Linked DNA regions of Oryzias latipes: region 1 is linked to region 2. The links are chromatin contacts, called in public Hi-C maps. All regions are on one chromosome and are shown on one strand. Each heading gives the region's core, a stretch centred on a gene start, on an enhancer-like site or on the middle of the called end of the contact. The rest is flanking DNA. Distances are from core to core; before and after follow the strand shown.

Region 1 (5,805 bases), core at 2,302-4,801, 92 kb after region 2:
TACTGTGAGCAATATGCAGAGGTGAGTCAAACCTGGAATTGCTTCATTCAACAAGGGGTAGGGGTGGGGTGGGGTGAGGGATTAGAGGCATAGATGTTAGTAAAATTCCAGTAAAACCTTTCCAAATCAAACTATATTTATTAAAAAGTGCTTCTCATGCCTTGCGCTACTCCAAGCACGTTAACATTTAAAACACAATATTACAGTAAAAACCCAACCCACCCTTCACCTTTTCCACTCCCCTCCGTTAACACATATGACACATGACCCCCCACACAATGAGTACTTGTAAAAGTAACTTCTAAAAGAGATTTAAAGCTCGACTCTGCTGTGAGAAAGCATTATTTGGGAATCTCTTCGTACCAGGAGTCAGCTCGGCTGTAGGAGCGTCGCCACAGCGCCCACCCAGACCGAAGAATCATTCGCCGTTCTTTTAGAGGAAACCTTTTTTATTACTGTTCTCTGTAACTGAGTAACGCAAAGTTCTGCCCCCCCCCCCTCCTGCACACGCGTGAGCGCATACACACTGATTTCAGCACACACACATACACTCATTCCACAACAATAGTATGTGTTTAAAAAAGGCAGCATGAGCAAAACTGAGTTGGTTTTGATTAAGTTTTTTATATTTCCAGTCATCAATCCGCATCCAAAAACCCATCAAAGTTGTCATCTTCTGGATCTGAAATTAACAGTTGGGCTAAATTTCTATTAAACACGCCAGCTTCCCTTCCATCATTGTCAGAGTCCATCTCGTTGCCGTGTGGCTTCTAATGAATGATGCCGGCTTTTCGGCACTTCGGAAGCAGTACAAGCAGACACATTAGCCCAGGGCTTGGGAACCGGGGGATCCGGAGCAGCGGCTATAGATATAGAATATATCTATATATATATATAGAATAAACAAAAAAAAGAATAAAGCCATAAAAAAATCAATATTAAAATGTATTAGTTGAAAATACTAACAAATTAATTTTAAATATCTAATAAATCCATAAAATGTTCAGAAAATAAAATAAAATACAAAAAAAAAACCTAGAAATTTAAAAAATGAAAATTCATTGAGGTTGACAACTTGTGATGCTCAGTCAGGCCTGTCTGAAAAACTTAAAAGGATTTTCAAACAACATAACATCCCAGTTCATCTCAAACCAGTCAATACCTTCAGACAGAAACTGGTTCATCCAAAGGACAAAATTCCCAGCTACAAACAGAGTAATGTTGTGTACTCTATCCACTGCAAAGAGAACTGCAATGAACAGTATATAGGAGAAACCAAACAACCGCTACACAAGCGGCTTTACCAACATCGCAGAGCCAACCCAAGTGGACCTGAGTCTGCAGTACATCTCCACCTGAAGGCCACAAACCACTCGTTCGAGGACAGTGAAGTCAAAATTCTAGCCAGAGAGAAAGGATGGTTTGAGCGAGGAGTGAAAGAAGCCATCTTTGTCAAGAAGGATAAACCTTCTCTTAATAAGAATGGTGGTCTCAGGTTTATTCTTCCATCAATCTACGGCAGTGTTTTGAAACCTACACAAACCAAACCAGTTCCACCTAGGTCGTTAATAGCTGAAAGAGACGACCATTTGGAGAGGGAGTCACTGGCTCCCCAACCCCCAGCTGAGGACAAAGGACTATTAACGACCCGAAACCACGTAGGCTAAGTGGACAACACCTCCAGTTTCAGGTCTGACTCCTCCCCCATGAGCGCATATATACCAGCTCTTAGACCAGCTAATTCAGAATTGACAAAGCCTCTTGGATAAGAGGTGAAACGTCTTCCAACTTTAAAACCAAGTCCAGATGACATCCCCTAACATACTACAATGGAACCAACCTGGATGAATGAGAGTCTTCATAGACATGCTCAGTCAGGTTGTTGTATTGTCTCATAGCATGAGGGACAAAAGACTTCCTCCGTCTGTCTGTGTATTTCGCTGATGAACATGCTCCTCCTTCTGGTGAAGGAAGCTTCCTCTGTCATTGAACAAAGGACATCCTCCTAAAAACAACACAAAACTAATCATTTAGAGAAATCTTTTAATTTGCTTATTACACAAGTAACAATAAAGAAAAACCTTTTACTCAGCTTATCCTGGTGTAATACATCACAAGACAAATTTAACATATACGTATGCAAATGTTTGCAGTAGGGATGCAACAATTCAATTTCCCTTCAATTCAATTCAATGGTGTAACATAAGGTTAAGTTTTAAACCAGGAATTGTACCATCTCTACTACTAATACATGTCTAATGCCTCCTCACACAGGTGAAGTACACCCAGGGGGGGCTGGAAAACATGGAGCTGTCCAGGAAGTACTTTGCTCAGGCGCTGAGGCTGAACAACCGAAACATGAGGGCGTTGTTCGGGCTGTATATGGTGAGTGTTGTGTTGTATGAGGAAAAAAGAGAAGCCAGCAGAAGCTTTTTTGTAACCATGTGGTTTGTCAAGGTTGAGGCTGGCCACAGTGTGAGTTAAATTAGACTGGACTATGTATGTATGTGTTTGGGGGGGTGGGGAGGAGGCCCTCAGAAAGGTCACTGCTGACTCAGAAAGTGGACTTCAGCTAAGAAAATCTGTCTGTTTGGAGCAGTTTTTCTTTGGAAATATTATTAGATTCTATTTAACTTCTTTTGTTCAACTTTATTTTAGTTCTAATTTCATGTTAGTCAAGTAAAACAAACTGTTTACCTTTTGAGAGCAGTGGAAAAGCCTTTCATTCATATTTGAAACAACAAGCTTTTTCCCTCAAACCCCAGCAGCTGCTTTTTCACTCGACGTTCTGCTGCAGGAGCTGATCTGATCAACCCTAAACATCTGTTCTGTATAGAGCAGTGTATCACCGCCAACTTCCCCAATCACTTTAAGACATTTTAATCAATTCATGATAAGGTTTAACTCTGTTTCCCATTCAATTCAAAATCTTTTTATTTTTAGACTTCCATTTAAACAGCAGTGTTGTTTGGGTCTGGTAATAAGTTTTTCACGACTACTGATCTTACTTTGAAAATGTGAAATAGTTGCACTGGAAACCATTACCTGATGTAAGAAAAAAGAAAAGAACAAAAAAAACTAAATTCATAATTTTACCATTATTCAGATCTCCTAAGAAGGGGTTTATCAGAAATTGTTGCGTTAAACCAGCTGTGAGACACACTGGATTCACATAAATACTGTGTTGTAGTAAGCCTTTTAGTAATATTTGTGTACATATTAGAACAATTAAAATGCAGTACTTCAAGTTTGAAAACAAGATGATTATAAAGAAGAAAAAAAAACAAAGCAGCCGATCCTCAAAATACAAGTCTGAATGAAAAATCCTGTAATTATTTGATTGTGGTCTATTTTTTATTTTTAAAGAGGAAGTTGCCTGAATGGTGTGAAAGGTAGAGCGGACATAAAACCACAAAGTGTTAAAAAAGGGAAGAAAGGTTACAGAAGGGGAGCAGATCTCACACGGAGGGGCCCACATGTTCCTCCATTGTTCACTTCACTTAGTCCAAACAACACAAAGCAGCCCATCACCTGTCAAAGCTCACACAAGCAGGAGGGAGGGCAGGGCAAGGTCACATGTATGACATGTGCAACACGTTAGCTGAAGGAGGTTGGGGGATTAAGCAGCACTTTTTTAGGCTAGTCGTTCCCTGATGCTTAGGTTTTTAATGAGCACCTGAGGTGGGAGTTTATTCTTTTTAGTCGTAAATCTGTCCCCAGAGTGTGTTTTACAGATTGTCAGCTAGTCTCTGTGGTTCAGATCGTGACAGGTGGAAGAAGTTCAGTGAAAGGACAAAAACTTTCACCATCCTAAAGCATCTTGAGTCAGTGTGACAGTGGACTTGGTGCTGACCACAGCTGGGCTGTGGGTTGCGTTCTGACAACCAATGCATGGGGATTCCCCTCCATAATGGCCCAGGCTGTTATTCAGGGATAGCCTGTCAGGGCTGACATCATCTAAATTGAGGTTTCTCGAGGTAAAAAAATAGAAATAGAGAAAATGCTTACTAAAAACAAATACAGAAGCCAAACCATTTTCTTGAAGAAGAAAAAAAAAGAGCCAGGTTGATTGGTGTGTAGTTAAGGTTTCAGCACGTTGGTGGAGAGGGCTTTGAAGTGCAGGAAGGCTAAGCCCTCTGGGGTTTGCTGTGTGGAGATGATGGCAGGAACATGGGAAAGACATGGGATTTGTGGTTCTGAGCAGAGCTGTCGGGCAGGCCCAGACCGTGATTCACAAGCTCCTCCTTTCGCTTCATGTTGGGACTATTTTGAAAGATACAAGCTCCTTTCATCGCACAGAGTCGACGGCGTTTGAGAAATTAGGCCCGTTAAGTGACAATTTACGTATGAGGCATTAAAGCACTCAGTTTTTCCTCCCCATAAATGATTTCCCCTGTGTCATCAGGCCAAGGTCTGCTTTTTCTCTTCATTCTGCCACAATGACTAGTGGATTGGAAGATGGTAAAAGTGGTTGCATATTCATCTCAATTATCCTTTTATTGCTGTTACACCAAGTTTTGATATGAGAACACTTCTCTCCCTGTTCCCTCCATTGCCCCCCACCCCTCTTTTATTTTTCCTGCAGTCTGCAAGTCACATCGCTTCCAGTCCTAAAGTCAGTGCCAAGGTGAAAAAGGACAATATAAAATATGCTGCCTGGGCTGCCACTCAAATAAATAGAGCCTACAAGGTGAGTCACAAATTGCTCTTGCGTAGCTGTGAAATTAGCCTGACTGCATTTTTCTTTTTGCTTCCTCTGTCCTCTACTGAAAGTCGATTTTACTTTTTCCTGTACCCAGACGCTGGAAACCACCAATCGTGCTCTTCTGTTGTGTTTTAGGGTGTTGGCGCACAATATTCAGACATCCTTAAAACCCCCTCATTTGCATAGGGCACCAAACGTATTTACAGCCTGTTGACCAACAAATGCATGCCAAGCCTGATTTACTCCCTTCTACTCACACAGAACTGTGAAAACAACCTTCAAGTCTTTCGGTGTGTCTGGGTACATTTACTGTTAATGTGTTGACTTAAGGCCACAATGTCTGCGAAGACTTCACGTCACAAACTGGTTTCAGACAGGAGCCGCAAGCAGATTTAGAGAGCAGATGCATTGAACTGTAGCAGGACCTTATGGCCTTTTGGAGGCTGACAATTACAAGTAGAGTTGAAGATATTCTAGGTTTTCTTAAATTCACAAATCCCCTACTGTTCTTCAGACTTGCATTGTTAAAAGGTCTTTTTTTTAACCATTTTACCAACATCATTTTCAAACAAAAATTAAATGAAGTAATTGGGTAAAAAATGAAAGTTATTATTGAACAGAAATTTAAGCTGCAGACTTTATAATAGAGGATTTAAAACTAGACCTGGAATATTGGTAATTGGTTAAGTATTAATAAAAAAAATCTAAAATCCAGTGGAATCTTTTTAAATATTAACTAGTCTTTCATTATCCCATTTCATTTTTGCCATCTTATTATTGCTAAAATGCCATTATTGTCACTCAAAGTGTGTGGGGAGAAATTCATTCTCCTCGTTTGACCTCCATCCCTTACGGCAGCAGTGAGCTGCAGTCACAGCCAGTAAGTCGTTTAGTGCTGCACCCAGTTACATGCTCAAGCAGGGAAGCACTTGGTTCCATTTTTAGAGTCTTTGGTATGACCCAACTGGGGATTCAAACCCACAAAGTCTTAGGGCAGACACTCAACCATCAGACCACTAAGGCAGTAAAAGCCGAACTACCAAAAAACTCAAAGCTACAGCTACAACTCATCTCCAACTTTCCTAGAAAGAAATATGTTA
Region 2 (6,085 bases), core at 117-2,616:
AAACGTCCCATCAATAAAGAAACGCTTAAAAAGACAAGTTCTATATAAAGCTGCCAGGAGAAGGGGAGGGGGGGGTACTATTTGGGCTTTTCTGGTTCTGCTGAACATGGATTTGTACGGGATGCTTCCTATAGAACTGTGATGAATATAAGGAATGAATCAGATATGGAGAGCTTGGCAGACTGCCGCTGCTTTCTTAGAATGCCACTTCTGCTCCCTCCCAGCCCAGCTTAATATTTCTTTAAAGGGAAAAACCTGCGCATATTTGCACGGGATTAGTTTGACACGTGTAACATCCGCTCTGAGAGCTGGCAGTAACACTAATGTCCAGCTTACTGCGCTCATCTTGAAGTTTTCCCTGCAGGTCAAACCTGCAATTGAACCTCTTGATCTCATCATCCACAGCTCTTCACTTTCCCCTCTCTGTCTGTGCCGCGCTCTCATGCGCACAGCGCCGCTTGGCTATCCTACATAACCTGTAAAAAGAGTGATCAGACCGTGACGTGCAGAGTCTCCCTCACGCTGCGCGCGGAGAAAGAAAAACGCAGAGGAGCTGAAAACCGTGTGTGTGCCAGTATCCCGCTGTGATTGCCTGATTATTTGCAGATGGGCAGCGCCGGGCTTGAAGAGTGCAGAGGTTCCCCCTGGCACGCTGCGCATGCGATTATATATGTGATTGCCGTGGAACTTCTACTTTCCGCGCCCCGAGGATGTCGGTGATGTGCCACGGCTCTGAGGAGGGCCCTGCGGGGACCACCTTCCCAACCCGACGGACCCTCATTCATTCGGAATTACAACAAAGGAGCAGATCTGCCCCCACCCCCCGCGTGACTCCGCTGAGCGATTGTTCTGTGGGTTTCCGACCGACTCGAAGTGGTTATGAGATCAATTAAAACCAGCTTAGGGAGTTGGAGTGGAGATGTGCGACTCATGTGTTCAAGGCGGAGGATTCCGAATCCGCTACTACACACATTGCATTCAGGGAACAGTTTTGCTCACATTGAGCTGCATCAAAATCTAATATAATTAAAAAAAAATCCTGCATTTGTTTGACTTTCATAAGTTTGTTTTACGCGCGCTTGATCCGGAATTTCCGCCTGCTCTCGTGTGCTCCAGGAGCGTGCGTAAAGACACATTTTCACAAAGTGTAAGTGATCTTTATTTATGCCTGGTAGTGTCTCCCTCTCAGGCACACACATGCGCACACGGAGAGTTCTCAATCCAGTGATGCCACTAGATGCTCTGCCCGTTTTAACCTCGGGGTTACCTCTTTTGTTTCTCCTCCAGCGATGCGACGGCGCCTGACAGTTGCTGTACTCCATACAGTTCAAAACGATCAGGGCAAATGAGAAGAGTCGAAACTGCATCTGGGCTGTTATGTGGACTCCAAATAAAACAAAGAAAAGAAATAAAAAGAAAAGCGCAAACCTGCGCCTCGTATGATGAGCTCTGTCACTTTGGGATACCTCCTTTCAGGTTGTTTTTTTCAGTCAATCCTCAAAAGTGTCCAACATCAGAGATGCTACATGGCATCGCGCTTCCTGTCGGAATCATCTTCTCTGAGGAGTTTATCTTTGAACAAGTTAAAAACACAAATGTCCTTGTTTGGAGAGGAAAAACCAAATGGGTTTTTTCATTGATAAGAGTGACGAAATCAACTATCCTGTTGATGAAGGGATGAACGAACCTCTTCTGTGTGTAAATGTGTTGGAACTATCGCAGATGCAAATGTTTAGGAGCCCTCTTCAAAGATAAAAGAAGAAGAAAAAAAGCGCAAAGTGTGCGTAAAAGTGTCCAAAATCCTCCTCGAAATGATGTTGCGCACCTCTCGGGGTAAAGGTAAAGAGTGATCCCGCTTCAGGTTCCTGCTGAGTGCAAGTGCGGCTCGGAAACGTGCAGCATCCCTGTCAGAGTTCGGTCTTCAGATGAGAACAGAGGTCCGAAGAGGAAGGAAAAATGTGGAAGCGTATGGGAGGGAGGGAAGGAGGAAGGGAGGGGATCTGGGGTTCCTCTCCTCCAGCTCTGTTAAAAGTTCCGCTGGCCTCCTGCGTACCTGCGGTGCCACCCTCAGGAGTCAGTCCCGCAACAGAAAAACTCACGTGTTGCTTCGCTGGTTAAAATTCAGCAGCCGGCCAGTGCGTGGAGCGCGCGCAGAGGCTGAGCCGTGACTGAGTCCACGCTGGTCCTGATGCGCGCTGCCCTTCACCTCATATAGCGATATAGCGGCGTGTCGCTGTCACGTGCAGAGATTTCCACTTGTGTTTCCTTTTATTGGGGATGTTTTAGAGTGGCATTGCGCGAAGTGGCCCCCAGCGCCCGCGCACTGGCTCACTCACTGTGGGCCGGTTCGACATCGCCTCTGGGTCCTAGTGAGCGCAAATAGTTGGAACATTCTGGGAAGAAAAACATTTTTCCTCTGTCTTTTCTTTTTTTTCAGAGGTAATGGAATTTCAGACCGTCTGCGGTGGACCATGGGATTTCTGGTTATATCAACATCTTAAATATGCTTTTACTATTCGAATTAGGATCCAAATCAATCATAAAGGAGTGCAAATTTTTCTGTCCGACTTTCTGCTCAGCATTAGTGACCCCATCTCTGCTGAAGATTCAGACCTTCTTTGAACTTGTCTCTAATAGGAAATCAATGGTGAAACAACATCAGGATTTCATAAAGTCTTTTCCTTTTTTATATAAATGAATGAAGACTTAAGAGGACTGGGGTGATCCTCATCCTCACTCTCATTCACCTCATCAGGAGAGACGCAGCTGCTGTCAGAAGAACCAGGTAATCCACACCTAAGTGTGGGGAAGCAAACCACATGGGGGAGGAGGAAGAGGAGGCAAAATTGTGGGAATGTTTTCTTCAGCATCTAGAAAACAGGAATGTCTTACCCCCCGCAACCACTAGGTGTGGCACTTAATCCGTTTTTAATTTAAAGGAATTAATTTGAAGTGGTTTTTCTATCAGGGAATCTACAAGTGTGGGGTCCGACAGTGAAATGTATCACAGATCGTGGATCACTTATATACGTTGCTGTACTTCAGGAGGTAAAGAAAGGGGGGAAAAAATCTGTGTTTAATAATGTCTGCTGGAAAACCTATGGTGACCTTTGTCCTGGCTTTGTTTATGCGCTCCTCCAGAGAGTGGTGACAGACGGTGTGGTCAGCCGCAGCCATGCCCCTGGTTTGGAATCCCTTCTAGAAACAACATCTAAGAGTGCACGGTTAAGGTGAAGGTGATCATTTAGGCCTCTGGTCCCTTTATTTCATGATGTGTCATGGAGAAAAAGGGGGCCGGTAAACCAATCACTTTGCTCGCCTATCTCCCTCTGCTGCTGCTGCTCGTTGCAGTGCACAGAAGAGGAGGTGACGTCAGCATTTGGATGGTCTGGCTCTGCGCCCTGGAAGCCATAACAGCAATGAGGGGAGCTGCTGTGTACTCGACTCATCAGATGATCCAGGCGGAGATTTCATCACTGTTTGACTGATTGAAGGGCAGAAAGATGGAGGGAAAAAATAGCCAGCTCAGGGTGGTGAGGAACACGTCAGTATCTGAAATGTCAAGAGTCCCCAAATATTCCAAGATGGCATTTTCAATGTCCAAAACTCAGAAAATTCCAAAATGTACAATTACAAACTATGCCCTTTAAGTGTTTATCAACAGTTTTTAATCTTTTTTCAAAAACAAGGGAGATCAAATCTGGATCATTTGATGTAATACGATCTAAACGTTTCCCAGTAGCCCTTCAGCTGATATTGAGAGGAAACTGTTGTCATGGATCTGATGTCAAAGCCATAGTTAACCTTTGGACCTCAGCTCCCAACGCCAATCAGAGCACCTTTAATGCAATTCAGATCCTTAATGCTGAGTTTGAAGGCATGCAATGCAGCTTCAAGAAACCTAAAGCATTTGTGGAACCTTTCTACATAAAAGTTTCCTAGAAACCCACAAATTAATCTTAGGCTGTTCAACAGAATCCATTTGAAGAACAACCAGGCATAGACAAAAAGGGTGGCACTTTCACCTCAGATTTTGTCGCACAACTTTTGGAGCCAATTGCAGGGATCAAGCATTTTTTGTTACTGTCAAGAAGACCTTTGCCCCTATTTGCAGTTGTTTTGGTTCACGGTTATTGGCGACCCGTGCAGGATGAACCCCGCCTTTGTCCTTCAGTGGCTGGGTGAGCTCCAGCAACCCCATGACTCCAAACGGGTATTGAAAATGGATAGGTGGATTCTCTTGGGAAAAGAGTTCCAATTGTCTCAGCTTTAAAGTTTTTTCTTTCTTTCCACAGATGTTCAATAGAGGTTTAACCCTTGTGATATATTGTGGGGTCAAAATGACCCCACCCTTACATTGACGTGTTCTCTCTACCATGACAAAGGTGGATAAAGGTGGAAAGATTTCATGTAATCCATGGACACCAGTGAAGATCACAAATCATTGAAGAAAAAAGGTTCAGAGCACTGTCTAGTGGGTCTAGATGACCCAACTCCCAATGTTGAAGTGCCTAGGATAGGACAAGGGTTAAACATCTGAAGAATACGTACATCAGACGTCAGAGGTGCATTAAGCGACTTGAGGATGGCCATTGCCAGCCTTTAAACAAGCAGACTGATGGATTGGGATCAAAGCATTTTCAGTCCTTCCTAGAACAGCATCTTTTCTGTTCAGGTCTGTTTCAGTGGTTCGATTGCTGAAATAATAAGTCAGTGGAACGTCAATAACCAAGTGGCACTGAAGAGCAGGCTTAACTGTCATTTAAAATGGTTGATGGAGAGAATCTTCAACTCTGTCCTTTTGAAATAAAGCATCATTTTTGACTGTTACGGTCTTCAAACTCAACCAAAGCTTCACATATTAAAGTTCCAGTCTGATCATCTCTTGTTTCCGTGGTCGTTATACCCTTTTTAGTCAAAATAAAAAAAAAAAAACTGTTTATTTTGTATAGCGGCAGGAGTTTATCAGACATTGGCTTCTGAGTTGTGGGTGGGACTATTGGCATAGAGCAATCCCACCCCCCCTTCCCCTCCCTGTGGCTGAGTGCTGGGAGCTCAGCTCTTCATTCACAGCAATTTAGAAAAAAGAAAGACTCAGAAATGCAATGTTAAGCTCGATTTTCTTTAGATATGTCCTCCATCATACAAAAATGACACAAAAACATGTTTTAAAACCAGAAACATATTTTTCTTTTTATCAAAGTGGGTTTTTAGAAGTGGCTGCAAACTCTTTTATAACATTAGTTCTACGGGCAGAAAAGTAGTAGTCTTGTTACAGACACAAGGCTCCAGTTCATCCAAAAACGAGCTTCGCTAAAAGACACTTCAACAAGACTTTACAACCACTTCCACACATCCCGGACTAATGTGTCCAAACAATCTGAGCTCCTCAGAATTTGAAGGTTTTATCTGGCCTTTCTATTTTTGAGCCACATGCACCTTGTAATGACCCCGCTGTGCAAACCCTTGTGATGTCTTCTCTTCATGCCACAATGGAATAATGATAGGTCTACCTGCTGCAGCGCGTCTCTGGACGCAGTTTGCTGCAAAGGCTTATTTTCTTTACCATGGCAAAGATCCTGCTGTTTTCACAATGTACTAGCTCCATTTATAGGTCCAGCAGAGAGTGATGACATTTAATAAAAATGGTTTCATTCGACAACAAGCTCCCATGCTCAGCTATACTGCTGTTCCAGCAGCTAAAACCATTACCTTTAGACATGTAGAAGGAAAATCTAAAATGAAGTACCGCACATTAACCTGAAACATAAATTAACCTGCTGGTAAAGCGATATGAGTGAAAGGGAGCAGCAAATGGAAGCATTAAACTGCATCAGACACTTTTCTCTACAGCATCGCTGCTGCTGCTCCACTTTAGAATATAAAGAGTACCGGAACAAAAGTTAGGAGCACCACCCAAAACGGTTTCAACACTTTTTCCATTTTTTACTCATTACATATCACTTAAAACAAAACCGAATTCATGTGGAAAATGAGCACATTTCCACTTTCATAAACACTTGTTTAAGCTTTCCTCAAAGTTCCGCTTCAGGAAACAGAATAAAAAAATAAAACTAAAAAACTT

What was found. A called contact is a pair of places that touch in the nucleus more often than the background predicts.
Region 1: a contact with region 2 is called in a Hi-C map of embryo, with 2.1 times the contacts expected there. The contact joins the enhancer-like site here to the promoter of rspo2 in region 2. A contact is called at or near these places in 3 of 5 Hi-C or Micro-C datasets (embryo and fibroblasts).

Annotation. Positions count from the first base shown.
Region 1 is chr16:3,469,835-3,475,639 of ASM223467v1, forward strand. It overlaps emc2 (ER membrane protein complex subunit 2), which reads left to right. Exons shown (of 11, transcript XM_004086631.4): 8 at 1-21; 9 at 2,275-2,385; 10 at 4,586-4,690. Among protein-coding and RNA genes, the nearest start is that of emc2, 24 kb to the left of the region's middle. Within about 2 kb of position 3,552, at least 1 of the 8 cell types and tissues checked has an H3K27ac peak or open chromatin away from gene starts, as enhancers often do. A contact at or near this core is called in embryo, where this site is marked.
Region 2 is chr16:3,379,823-3,385,907 of ASM223467v1, forward strand. rspo2 (R-spondin 2) reads right to left here and starts at 1,367. Exons shown (of 5, transcript NM_001252245.1): 1 at 1,268-1,367. The coding sequence starts at 1,367.